Linked DNA regions of Mus musculus: region 1 is linked to region 2. Evidence: chromatin contacts called from public Hi-C data. All regions are on one chromosome and are shown on one strand. Each heading gives the region's core, a stretch centred on a gene start, on an enhancer-like site or on the middle of the called end of the contact. The rest is flanking DNA. Distances are from core to core; before and after follow the strand shown. Region 1 has its middle 75 kb from the start of Syt6. Region 2 has its middle 8.9 kb from the start of Gm25869.

Region 1 (6,049 bases), core at 53-2,552, 230 kb after region 2:
TACCCAGCGCTGGTTCCCATAGTGATAGGCTCTGAACTCCTCCCAGCAGGGTAGTCACAGGAGAGGGAGTCTACCCTAATCTTAGGCTGTGATTACTTCTCCCACCTGGCATCTGTCTGTCTGTCCTTGTCACAGCATGAACAAAAGAAGACTTTGATAGCCAAGACACCCACTCTAGAAGCTCTGGCCCGCTCCCTGAAGGTCACTTCCTGCTCTCATCTGCCGCTCTGCACCTAGGCCTCCATGATGGCAGGGTGAGCCATCTGCTTCCCACGACCACATCCCTACTTCTGTCTCCAGATTCAGACAGTTGGCCATGATAGAGAACATCTGTTTATAACCCTGGCTGGAGACAAACAGGAACACGAGGAAGTTAGGGCGAGCTGCCCTGGCCTAGCAGCTCTTTGGATGTTCTCCAAATTTTCCCATCTCCTCCAATCAATCCTCACCTTCCCACAGCCAATAAGCAGTGCACAGGCTCCAAGGGACAGATCCTCGCGGATTTTATGAAGCAGATGCTAGACAACGAGGGTCTGACAGGTACAGAAGGTTAAAGCCAAAGCAAGGGCCTGGGTAGCAAGGGCCCGGGCAGACACTGGTTTTAGCCATGGAGTCTGGAAATGGGAGTTTAGCTGAGCCTCCACCTCTCAGCATATGAGAAGATATTTTGAGTTGCCCCAAAGCAGCAACCTCTTTCTTGAGTTCCCAGCTTTCTCCTAGAGAATGTCGCGCAGATTCTGCCGAAAGCTTACACAGAGTACCCACCCTAATGGACTACCAATCTCTTTGTGTCTCCTCTCTTGGTGTGGCACCATTACTATTCTCCACTCCAGGCCGGGCACCTCTGACTCCTCCCCTCAGCCCAGTTACTCATCAAATTCTAACCATCCCGATGGAGAATGTTCCAGACTTGTCCTCATCATCTGGATACCTCAACATGCCTTAGTTTAGGCCTCTTCATTTTGGCCTTGGGCAGTTTGGGGATTTATTAAGGGATCTGCAGATCTCTGCTGGTCTGCTGCCTACTCTCAATATTCCCAGCTTAGCCCTCTCAGCCTTCCTAATGCTGAGACCCTTCAATACAGCTCCTCCTTGTGTTGTGTTGTGGTGACCTCCAAACCATAAAAATTATTCTCACTGTTACTTCATGACCCATGGGTTGAGAACTGCTGTGTTAAATGTTTGAAATTAACCTGTCAGATCTATGGGAAAAAGTTGAGAGGGTTTTCCTGTCAGGACTCTGTCCATCTGTGTTCACACAGTCCTAATTGGTGAGCTCTCAGGGAGAAACGCCCAGTGCTATCTTTCTTAGGCTTTGCCTGTGGCCTGAACACACAGTTCCCTTGAGCCTCATGTACTTGCTTCCTCTATCCGTTCAGACTGCATTTGCCAAACACCCACGCACTTCCAGCTCTCCAGGAGTTTCCTCATTCTAGAATGCTCTTCCATCTTGCCTTTGCCCATCAGAACCCATCTTTCTTATTTGCTATGGTTGAACATGGTCTGTCCTCTCTGATAGTCCTGCTTAGTGAAGTTTCACGTCCATTGTGGCCATGTGGTTAAGTGGGTCCTTTGAGAGATTGAGTCATGAGGAGGGACTGTCTTTCTCACAGGGTGAACTCATTCTCAAAGCTGTGGGCTCATGACCCCCCCAAAAGCTCCTCACCAGCCACAGCTTCCCAGTCTTAAGACATTCAGCCCCAGAATCATGAGCTGAATAAACTTACTATCATAATAAATTATTAAGTTTTAAATATTTGGTATAGCAATGGGAAAATGAGCAAAGAGAATGTTCTTGCTCAAACATCCCTCCCATGCCTTCCCAGAAGTCTGTATTTTTCAGATCAAAATTAATAGCTCCTTTGTGTTCCTCTCTGAGTTTCATGTTTATGTCTTCTTTATAGAGTATTATCTAATTAGGGCCTCTCCCATCAGAGAGCTGTGGAAGGGCTGAAGTCTCCATGCTGCCGAGCATAAGTGCCTGCCATGGAATGGGTGCTTAACAAATGTTTGTTCACTAAAGAGAACTAGGGAAGCCTGAGCAGATAACTTCTCCTGCAGGTCATATTAGCAGCATCATAAGCCCAAAGTGTCCTGCCCTACACGCAGGGCGCAGAGCTCAGAGCAAGATGTACAAAAAGCAGAGCGAGGGGGTCACTTTCAATTCTCTGAGTGTTGGAGCTGCTCTTCCGGTCTCCAGAAGTCACTTAGAGCTAGGGTGGCTACTATCTACTAATAACACCAATCATACCAGCTGCCATCTGCTGAGTGACTATGATGTGCCAGGAGCCTTACCCGGCCCATTCCATACATTACTACAGTCACTTCTGCTATCACCGGTGAGATGTTTTCTTCAGTATCATCCTATCACATAAATGAGGAAACGAGGGAAGGAAGGAACTTTCTAAGCCATGGAAGAAGCTAAGATTCCAACTTAGAAGAGTTGAATCCTAACCACTCCATACTGCCTCCACAAGCCGGGGCTCCTTCTCTCCACACCCATCAGTCCTGAGCCAGTTGCACAGATGGCAGGTTCATCTCTCGCCAGGGATACCAGAAATCTCACAAAAGAGATGGGGCCCCTGCAGAAAGGACAGATCACTAACCATGTTTCCCTGCTCTGGTCAGACTACAGGTTCCCTCGCAGACTAACCCTTCCCAGAAAGCCTGGCTCTGGCCACTGAGCGTCACTATACGGTTACAGCTTCTGGTTCATACAGCCTCCCTCCTCCCTCAGGGTGGTACCTGGGATATGGTGTCTCTGATGAAGGATGCGTTCACTATTCTGGCCAGTCCTACCAAGAGGACTTGACTATAAACTGGGCCAGTAGAAAAGGGTAATTAGACAGGATTCTCCTGATGAGGTGGAGGGATCAGCAGGTGTTAGCTCAGAGACCTGGGTCCTGGTGTGCATTTAATTAAGTATCACCATTCAGTTCACACATTGGCTGCCAAGGCTTGGGATGGGGGGAAGAGCCCAGCCAACCTCTTTTCTTATAAACCCCGGTGGGAACAGAGAGAAGAAGACTGCCTGCAACCCCCTACCCCCAAATCAACAAGACAAAAACAGAGCAGCCAGAAGCTGAGCTTGTTCAGCCCTTGATTACTAAAAAGAACAACTAAAAGAGAACAGAGAGAACCCTGGGGAGACAGGCTCCAGACTTCCAGGCAAACAAAAGGCTCAGAGGAATGGAAAGGCATGCCTGAAAATCAGTTAGGCAGTAGCTTCCAGTCATCCCATCTAAGTCCTAACAAGACGCCTGTTCTGAGATAACAAAGGCCACTGTGTTTAATGAAGGGTATAAATGGTAGAAATATGAGACAGGAGCTTTTGCAAGCTGTTAATGAGGTGGATGGGGAACCTCTAAAAATAGGCCAGGGAAAGTTGAAAGGGTAATTAGGGGTGCAAAAATAAACAGAGGGTGTCAAGTTGAAAAAAGTTCAAGGCAAAGTCCCCTCTAACATGTCTGCAGTAGGTAGTGCAGGAAAGGGGTAAGGCGGAGAACATAGAACACACATCCTCCCAACTGACACTAGACTAAGAATGATAAGGAGCTCCCGTTATCTATGGCAACAACAAGCTATAGCTAATGAAAGACCCACAACGTGATGACTCCCCCACGTTCTGACTCAGGAGAGGCGACACCTCAAATCACCCACAAGAAACGGACTTGCTGAAAACTGCAAGAGGATATTTATTCAAGAGCGCTCTCGGGCCCACGGTCATACACCACGCAGAGGTAGAGGACCGTGGCGCCCGGAGTAGCTGGATAAGGGGGTATTTAAAGGGAGAAACCACAACTCAAGGAAGTGGGTAGGGCGTTGTTGGAAAATACCAAAGATACCAGTTAAGATTCCCAGGGAAGTGCAAAGTCACAAGAGTCGAAAGGAATACCTGGTAATTGTGCAGGTTATCTCTCAAGACAGTTTCTAAGAGCCCCTAACAATAGCACATTTGCATAGCGGGTTCTGGCAATGGTCAGGGTGACTTTCTTTGAATGAACACTCTTTGAACCCAGGAAGCCGGTGGGTGGAGGAATGTCGCTATCTGTTTTATGATTAGCATACCTTCGAGCATTAAGTCACAGAGGTCACATTCCCAAGCCTGGGCCTAAAGGCCTAGAATTTTGTTTTTACTTTGTTATACTTTCACTACCATGAGGCAGGCTCTGCCTTATTTATCAGAGCATCCCCAAAGAGACCTGAGCAATACTAGGCGATAGGAAACCTCAAATGCCAAGTAATAAAAAACCAACCTGGTTCATGCCTCTGAACTAATTGCCAGCATTGTGCTCATGCATGTGGGTGCATGGCTGCACAAACACAGTTGCTTGTACCACACGTTCAACCCACACAAACAAATCCCCACCTACCTGTCAAGAACTCCAGCCAAGGTCAGCGGCGCGTGAATAGAGAGTGGGATGTTACAAACCCTTGAGGTGGATCTGAGATGTTCCTGTATGCCTCCCACCTCCCACCTCCACAATGTCTTTCTCCCCATCTCCATTACTGCTTAAAATGCTGCCACATTAGAAAGTTGTTCCATGGTCAGGTACATTTGGGACATTCTTGGCATGCCCTAGTCTAGGAGATGTGTGTTAACGTATTAAGGACAGACATTTCCTTTTGTCTAATTCAGTGTTTCCCAAAGGATTTAACTATGCAAAAAATTTCCCACAAAATCCTACTTAGTAACTAACATCCTTACCCACTCACTGCCCACTTCCAATTAGTGGGGTTTCTCCAGAGATGCTGGAGAGCAACGAGGCTAGTGATGATGGATAGAGGGGAAGAAGGGGACCCCCGCCTCTAAGGGAAACGAGAAACTCTGGGGATAGGCATCCCTCCATCCACTTGCTATCTCCCAAGATTTCTACAAATGTCAAGAAATACCAGTCCTGGTGACTACAAAGTGGTGCTCACTTTAAGAGAAGAGCTGCTCCCACCGTTTCTAGCTCAGGGCATAAAGCTCTGCCCTGTGAATTCTGAGTCCTTTCGGTTGCTAAGGAACTGAAAGATAGATTCGTCCCCAGGCTTTTACAGTTACTCCTGTAGGCTGTGTGACCCAGGCACAGTAAGTTCACACTTTTCCATCCCTTTGCTCATTTGTGAAATCAGAGCAGCAGCAGCAGCAGTAGCTGCCTCACAGAGCTGCTTAGAAGGCTTGTCGGGATAACAAAGCCAAGTGTTTACGTTCTTGAGTGTGCTTTGTAATACAGGGCATGTACAATGACCAAGAGAAGAAAGTGTTCCTTCATATGAACTAACGAGTACCCCCAGAGCTCGTGTCTCTAGCTGCATATGTAGCAGAAGATGGCCTAGTCGGCCATCATTGGGAAGAGAGGCCCCTAGGTCTTGCAAACTTTATATGCCCCAGTACAGGGGAAGGCCAGGGCCAGGAAGTGGGAGTGGGTGGGTAGGGGAGCAGGGCAGGGGGAGGGTATAGGGAACTTTCGGGATAGCATTTGAAATGTAAATAAAGAAAATATCTAATAAAACAAAAAAGAAAGAAAAAAAGTGTTCCTTTCATATACATTTTCATTATGTGACTTCACACACTCTCCGGGGCTTAGATAAAATGTGGAAGGGTCTGAAAAATAAGTTTATGCTTATTATTATGCTTACATTTGAGTATTAAAAACCAGAAAGCCAGTGAATTCAAGGACCTCAGAACCTGGCAACTGGCTAGGCATGAGGCAGAAGCCATGTCTCTTCCTCTCAGGGGTCTTCAGCTCCAAGGATTTGCTTTGTTCTCATCCCGTACCCCACCACCTTCCTCAGCTTACTCCCTCACTTGCCAGGCTTTAGAGCCCATCTCCAGAGCCCCCTCTAGACTCCATGTCTCTGCGCTCAGATTTTGAGAGTGTTCAGATGAGCCTGTTCATTCACAGGTCCGGCTCACTAGCATAAGGCCTCCAGCCCAGGTCCCACAGCTGTGGCACTACAGAGGGAGATGTTTATGCGATACATAGAGTTGGCCTTCCAGCATCCCTGGACAAGACAAAGAATACAAGCCTGTCATTTTGTTTCTGCTACTCACTTGCCTGAC
Region 2 (6,112 bases), core at 3,142-5,641:
GCTTTTTGTCCTAACAGTCTTTCCACTTGAGCTAACTTGAACCTACCAGACTGTAGTTGACAGGAGCCAGCCAAGGTGAAGAGACTGTAGTGGGCTAGGACTTTCTCTGTCCTTTCTCTTGAACCTCCCACCTCCACCCACTCCACCACCCCAACCAATCTTCCCACCATTTACATCTGCACATGCAAATAGACCCACAGGTCAGAAGCCTGCCAGTGTGACAATGGCATTGTGAATTCAGCCTAGTCAGGATAATGGTTATCTGTTTGCTTTCTCAGTATCCTTCTCAGAGAATCCCACAGTGTGAGGTCAAACAGGACAAACTGCTACATAGAACAGCTAAATGAAGCAGAAGACATTGAGGAGTCAGAAGGTGGCTGTGTGTCTGGTACGTCTACCCAGTGACATGGGCTTCTTGTAGGAACTTTAGGGCTCTTAGAAGTCAATAATGCTTCCATTACGACTGTGTTAAGTAGACATGATAAATGAGATGCTCGCCATCCTTAATTGAAGATGTAGATTTCTAAAACAAACCATCACCACCACCAGCAGCAGCAGCAGGAGCAGCAGCAGGAGCAGCAGCAGCAGCAGCAGGAGAAGGAGCAGCAGCAGCAGCAGCAGCAGGAGAAGGAGCAGCAGAAGCAGCAGCAGCAGCAGCAGCAGCAGCAGGAGAAGGAGCAGCAGCAGGAGCAGTAGCAACAGCAGTTCTTGGGAAATGAAAGCCTAGGCCCCACCTGCCCACTCACTCACCTGTCCCACCCTGCTACTCTGAGTCCTGCTACTCTGAGTGTATACTTAGCTCAGTCACCTAATTAGGTTAACAAGCATTTTAAATGGACTCAGCTTCTACTGCTTGAGATAAGATCAGATTTGAGATTTATAGAACTCAAACAGAAGCTCTGGGCTCAGGCTTGGCAGCCCTTCAAATATTTGTCTATCTTGTCGCTTGGAGGAAAGGATGAATTCAATCCATGTGCCCCTGCTCTCGTCCTGCCTACTTTCTTCTGACCCTTGGTGTTGGCTGTCCTTGCATTTTAATTTAATTGGCTCCTAGCCAGGCATGGTTAGAACAAACAAGATAGCAGTTCAGAATCCTTCCATGGCTGCCTGGATGCCTAAGAACAAGAATGATTTTTTTTTTTTAAAGTTCAACAAGGATTAGCTGGATATGGTGGTGTACCGAGGCAGAGGCAGAGGCAGAGGCAGAGGCAGAGGCAGAGGCAGAGGCAGAGGCAGAGGCAGAGGCAGAGGCAGAGGCAGAGGCAGAGGCAGAGGCAGAGGCAGAGGCAGAGGCAGAGGCAGAGGCAGAGGCAGAGGCAGAGGCAGAGGCAGAGGCAGAGGCAGAGGAGGCCTCTGTAGAGAGAACCTGAAACAACTGTTGACAGGAATGTGCACAGAACTGAAACTTTTTTTCCACTTAAACAGAACCAAAAGGGAACATGGGGGAAATGACTTTCTCAACAGATCAGTCAACATCATTCAGGCCTGTGTGCCAGCTCACATTAGCATAAAAACCCCAACAACAAGTACAACAGCAACACAGAGATCAAAGCAATCTGGGAAATAATAGTTGATATAAGGATCCAATGTGAGAGTCAGTTGTCTCTAAGGAGAAGAAGCACATTAAGGATGGAGATGGGGAATTGTGTCAACATTATAGGTGAAGAAAACTCGTGTAGGATAAAAGCATAAAACAAACCATCTTACCATTGAAATATGGTGCAAAGACTCACTCTAGGATTTGGTTTCAGACATAATATTAATATAGAAACACTTATGAACTTGTAAATATGACGACACATCAGAAATTCTGAAGTCAATGAAGACACTGTTTCTTTAACTTTTTCACCCTGGGTGAGGATTGAATTTTTATCTCCTAGATAACCACTATACTATATTGTTGTCTTTAAATCCTTTTATCTTTTAAACAATATTTGTTTTATTATTCATTATAATAGCTGTGTGCTATGCACACATGTGTGCAGTTCCTGAGGATGCCATAAGAAGGCATCAGATCCCCTGGAGCTGGGTTAACAGTGGTCGTGAGCTGCCTGAAGTGGGTGTTCTGAACGCGGGTCTTCTGAAATAGCAGCACGTGCACTTCACCACTGAGCGGTCTCTGCAGCTGCCCATCCTTTTCCTTTTCTGCTGTTTTAGTTACCCAGCCCTACATAACAAACTAGGTAAAAACTTAGTGCCCTAAAATCATCTATATGATCATAATTTGGCAGTTTGGGCCAGACTCAGAGCAGGCATGTTTGACCCTTGTACACTTACTGGGGTGGCCCATGAAGCCGGTGCAGGCTGCTGACTGGGCATTTGGGTGGGGCTGCTAGCCAGGAGTCTCTCCTGTCCTCCTGCGGACCTACTGTGTGGCTGCGTGAGCTTCCTCAGAGCATAGTGGCTGGGTTCTAAAAGAAACATAGTGGGAGCTGCCAGTTTTCTTAAAGGCGAGGCCCAGGATGGGAATAACATCATTTCTACTGTATTCTAGTGGCCAAAGAAACCACAGGCCCAGCCCAGACTCATGGATGTAGAGAAATAGACCCACCCTTCAGCTGGAGAAATGATCAAAAACTTATGAACATTCTGCTGCTACTTCTGTCCCTGCATAGTTCTTGTTGTAGAACAATTCTTAGTTTTACTTTCATTTCTTTTTCAAACTAAACTTGAGAATAGCATTACACTTGATTTTTTTTCCCCCAAGACCGGGTTTCTCTGTGAAGCTCTGGCTGTCATGAAACTCACTCTGTAGACCAGGCTGGCCTTGAACTCAGGCTGCCTCTGCTTCCCAGGCACTGAGATTAAAGGCGTGTACCACCACTGCCCAGTTTATTATTTACCAAAAATAGCACATAGTCTATATCTGTAAAATGAGTTCCATCCATCTACCTACCTTTTTTGTCATAACACATCCATAGAGGTGTCTAGGATGGTGTTTAACAAATATTAATTGTATTTCTAGATATAATATAGGATGAATTTTAATTTAATTTTTTACATTACAGTTTTGAAAATACTTACCTATTTGTTTTTTTTTAAATGGGTACCAAAGTGTGTGTGTGTGTGTGTGTGTGTGTGTGTGTGTGTGTGTGTGTGTGTGTGTAGGTCAGAGGGCAGTATTTAGAGGCCATTATCTCCTTCCATCACTGTGGGTCATGGAGATGGGACTCCGGGTTATCTGGCTTGGTGGGGGTGCCTTTACTATTTAGTTATGTCTCTGACTCAGGATGAAATTTTTAAAAGTTACTTTTAATACTTTTCGATTTTGCTTACATATCTTGTTTTGTTTTGTTTTGTTTTGTTTTGTTTTGTTTTGTTGATTTTTTGAGACAGGGTTTTTCTGCATAGCCCTGGCTGTCCTGGAACTCACTCTGTAGACCAGGCTTGCCTCTGCCTTCCAAGTGCTGGGACTAAAGGCGTGCGCTACCACACCTGGCTTGCTTACATATCTTACATGTAGCATTTCTAAGACCAATGAAGTCATTGATTTTTATTAAAAATTGGAAGGAAATTGTTGGAAAAAAATTGTCTCTGTAGAGAGCCAACACTCAGAAGTCAGTGGGTTGGAAGTGACCTGGGGAACTACTGAGTGCCACTTTATGATGTGAGGAAGAAGAGGAGACCCAAGCAGTGACTTGCACAGACTCCCTATTCAGTCCCTGGAAAAGGAAAGCCATCAGTTATTAGTAGTCAATGACTGGTCCATCATCTCTTCTCTGGAGTGTGGTAGGAGGACTTACTGAGTTCTATTGTCCTGCTGTTCTCAAAATGTAAAAGACTGAATTGGCCCTACCTTCTCTAGCACCTGGGAGCCCTAACTGTGTTCAAGACAGGAAGGACAGAACAATGGAATCATGAGCCTGGCTTCTGGGCACCTTAGCAAAGTGAGAAAGGTTTCTTCTGACCCTTTACGTTTAAGTTCCTTGCCTGGATGTCTCCCTTCTTCCTGACCTAACCAGAGAAGCCGCGTGTCTGTAACACAAGAGCCCTTTGACAAACAGAAGGATGTTTCCAGAGGAAGGACCCAAGAGTCCTCTTGAAAATGGAGTCTCTAAGGCGGCTGCTGTGCTCTGGAGAGAGAGCGATCAGCTCTGGAGGCTTTAAGTTGCCCTCCAGGTTGCAGATCGCCCCATCTCTTCCTAATCATAGAAAGAATTTCTTGTTGGATTTTTTTCAAGTGATTTTCTGGGAGTCATCAAAATGGCTGGGAGTCCTGCTGTAGTTAGGGAGGTCTGTCACAGGACTTTGTCAGTTGCTAGAACTCTGGAGGAGGAGGTCTCCTGGGTCTGGTCTGCCTGCCTTTGTGTGGTGACTTCTCCCTGACCTCTCTGTGTGTGATCTCTGCCAGACCCGCTAGCGCAGAGCTCCTTTTCAGTAACTCTTCCCTGACATTGTGCTGAGCCCACTGTTTCCCAGCATTCAGTGGCTCTCTGGTGACCTTAATGGGAAGGGAGCCAGCCTCCGGCAAATCTCTTTTTTTGACAATAGAGAAACATGACTGGGAAGCAGGCAATAAATACAGATCCAGGGCAGCAAAGATGGAAACCTGCTGTTTTGTCCAGCTGCATCAAGGCATAGAATCATGCAGGAATCTGTCTTGTCTGATTTGACCTGCTCATGTTCCTGCATGCATTCTTGCTTTCTCAGCTGCCAGCAGAGGGCTGGAGAGGTTTGTCTGTAATCCATCTAGCCCTTCCTGTCTCTTCAACATACCACAGATGACTTCAGGAGTTAACAAGCTGCCATTAAAGTCATGTCTCACTCAGGATATGTTTGAGGGTATGGCAAAGAAACACAACCAGGCAGGGTTTGAACTGTTTAGGAAACAATGTATCCTTTACTGACACTCCAGACTCTTTAATTGACTACATCCTATGTACCAGGTACTGTATTCAGTTCAGGGCAGCAGAGTAAGGGGGTGTGGAGATATTGCATGTAGGGAAGTCTCAGGGGTTCTGAATAGCTACAGTAAGGGATAACATATGGCTCCCATTGTTTTTGGGGGGAGAGTGAGAGAGAGAGAGAGAGAGAGAGAGAGAGAGAGAGAGAGAAGATAAAAATATGTTGGCTCATGCAGTTCGATTCTTAATGAAAAAGATGGAAAAGCAAACAATGTGCTCAAAGCTGGGTGCTGTGAAGACAGAATGTGGGAGCTGAATCAGCGAGGAGAATGGAGGCAGTGGAAGTTGAGGTCAGGTCAAGGAGGATTCTCTGAACAGGGGAAGCTGGGACTCAGGATGAATGGTGGTGAGCCCTCCAACCCCTGCAGTTAACAGTGGATGAAAGCAGACTCCAGACAGGGCCAGCAGGATATGCAAATGCTTGCAGGCACGAGGGAAATTATGAATACATTGTATTGATGGGAGAAGGAGCCAGCACTGTGTGTCTCTGTGTGTGTCCCCGCTAGCGTGCATGTGTAAAGTAGGGTGTCTAGGGAAACAGAAATGAAGTAAGATTGACATTTCTACCCTGGGCTTCAGGGGACACTGTGAATCCAGTAGGACTGGAAACCGCTCCAAGCACTCAGATCTTAGCTGACCCAAAGGAAAGTCTGCCCGCTATTTAAGGCAACACCCCATTTCCAGGACGCAGACCGCTCCCTGGAGAGATGCCCACTCACATCCGAGCTTACAGATCTCGCTGAAAAGCCCTTGCGTGGCTTTCACACAATCAAGATCTCTGTTTATAAAGAAGGAACCATCTTCAGGGCCCACAGACGGCTTCCCCATTTTCCACACCACCCTCTGGATTCAATTGCCCTTCTAACCTCATATTTTCCAAGAAACGCAACCCCTGGGAACCCTGGTTCTTTGGAGACCCATCTTGATGCTGTTTGGTCTCTTCATTCAGCTTTGAGTGGCAGAGACTCACATTGGGTCATTGGAAATGATTTGATTTGTGCCCAGCACGTGGGGGACAGGAAATCATAGAGCCCGCAGGGCAGGCAAGCAGCCAACCGTGGACCTCGGAAGAATGGAGGTGCTGACCTCCTCCCTGGACCGCAGCCGCCTCGCTGGAAGGAGTTTTAATTATACCCTCGACTTGTATTTGTCTTATAAAAGCACACCATGAATGAAATATTAAAAGGGCACATACTCTTTTCCAAAAG

What was found. A called contact is a pair of places that touch in the nucleus more often than the background predicts.
Region 1: a Hi-C map of uterus shows a contact between it and region 2, with 2.7 times the contacts expected there. The contact joins two enhancer-like sites. A contact is called at or near these places in 5 of 484 Hi-C or Micro-C datasets (the N1E-115 cell line, Th1 cells and uterus) and 2 of 115 datasets of contacts at active chromatin or transcription factors (embryonic fibroblasts and memory CD8 T cells).

The regions. Positions count from the first base shown.
Region 1 is chr3:103,647,344-103,653,392 of GRCm38.p6, forward strand. No RefSeq gene overlaps it. Among named protein-coding and RNA genes, the nearest start is that of Syt6, 75 kb to the left of the region's middle. Within about 2 kb of position 1,303, at least 19 of the 459 cell types and tissues checked have an H3K27ac peak or open chromatin away from gene starts, as enhancers often do. A contact at or near this core is called in uterus, where this site is marked.
Region 2 is chr3:103,415,515-103,421,626 of GRCm38.p6, forward strand. No RefSeq gene overlaps it. Among named protein-coding and RNA genes, the nearest start is that of Gm25869, 8.9 kb to the right of the region's middle. Within about 2 kb of position 4,392, at least 78 of the 459 cell types and tissues checked have an H3K27ac peak or open chromatin away from gene starts, as enhancers often do. A contact at or near this core is called in uterus, where this site is marked.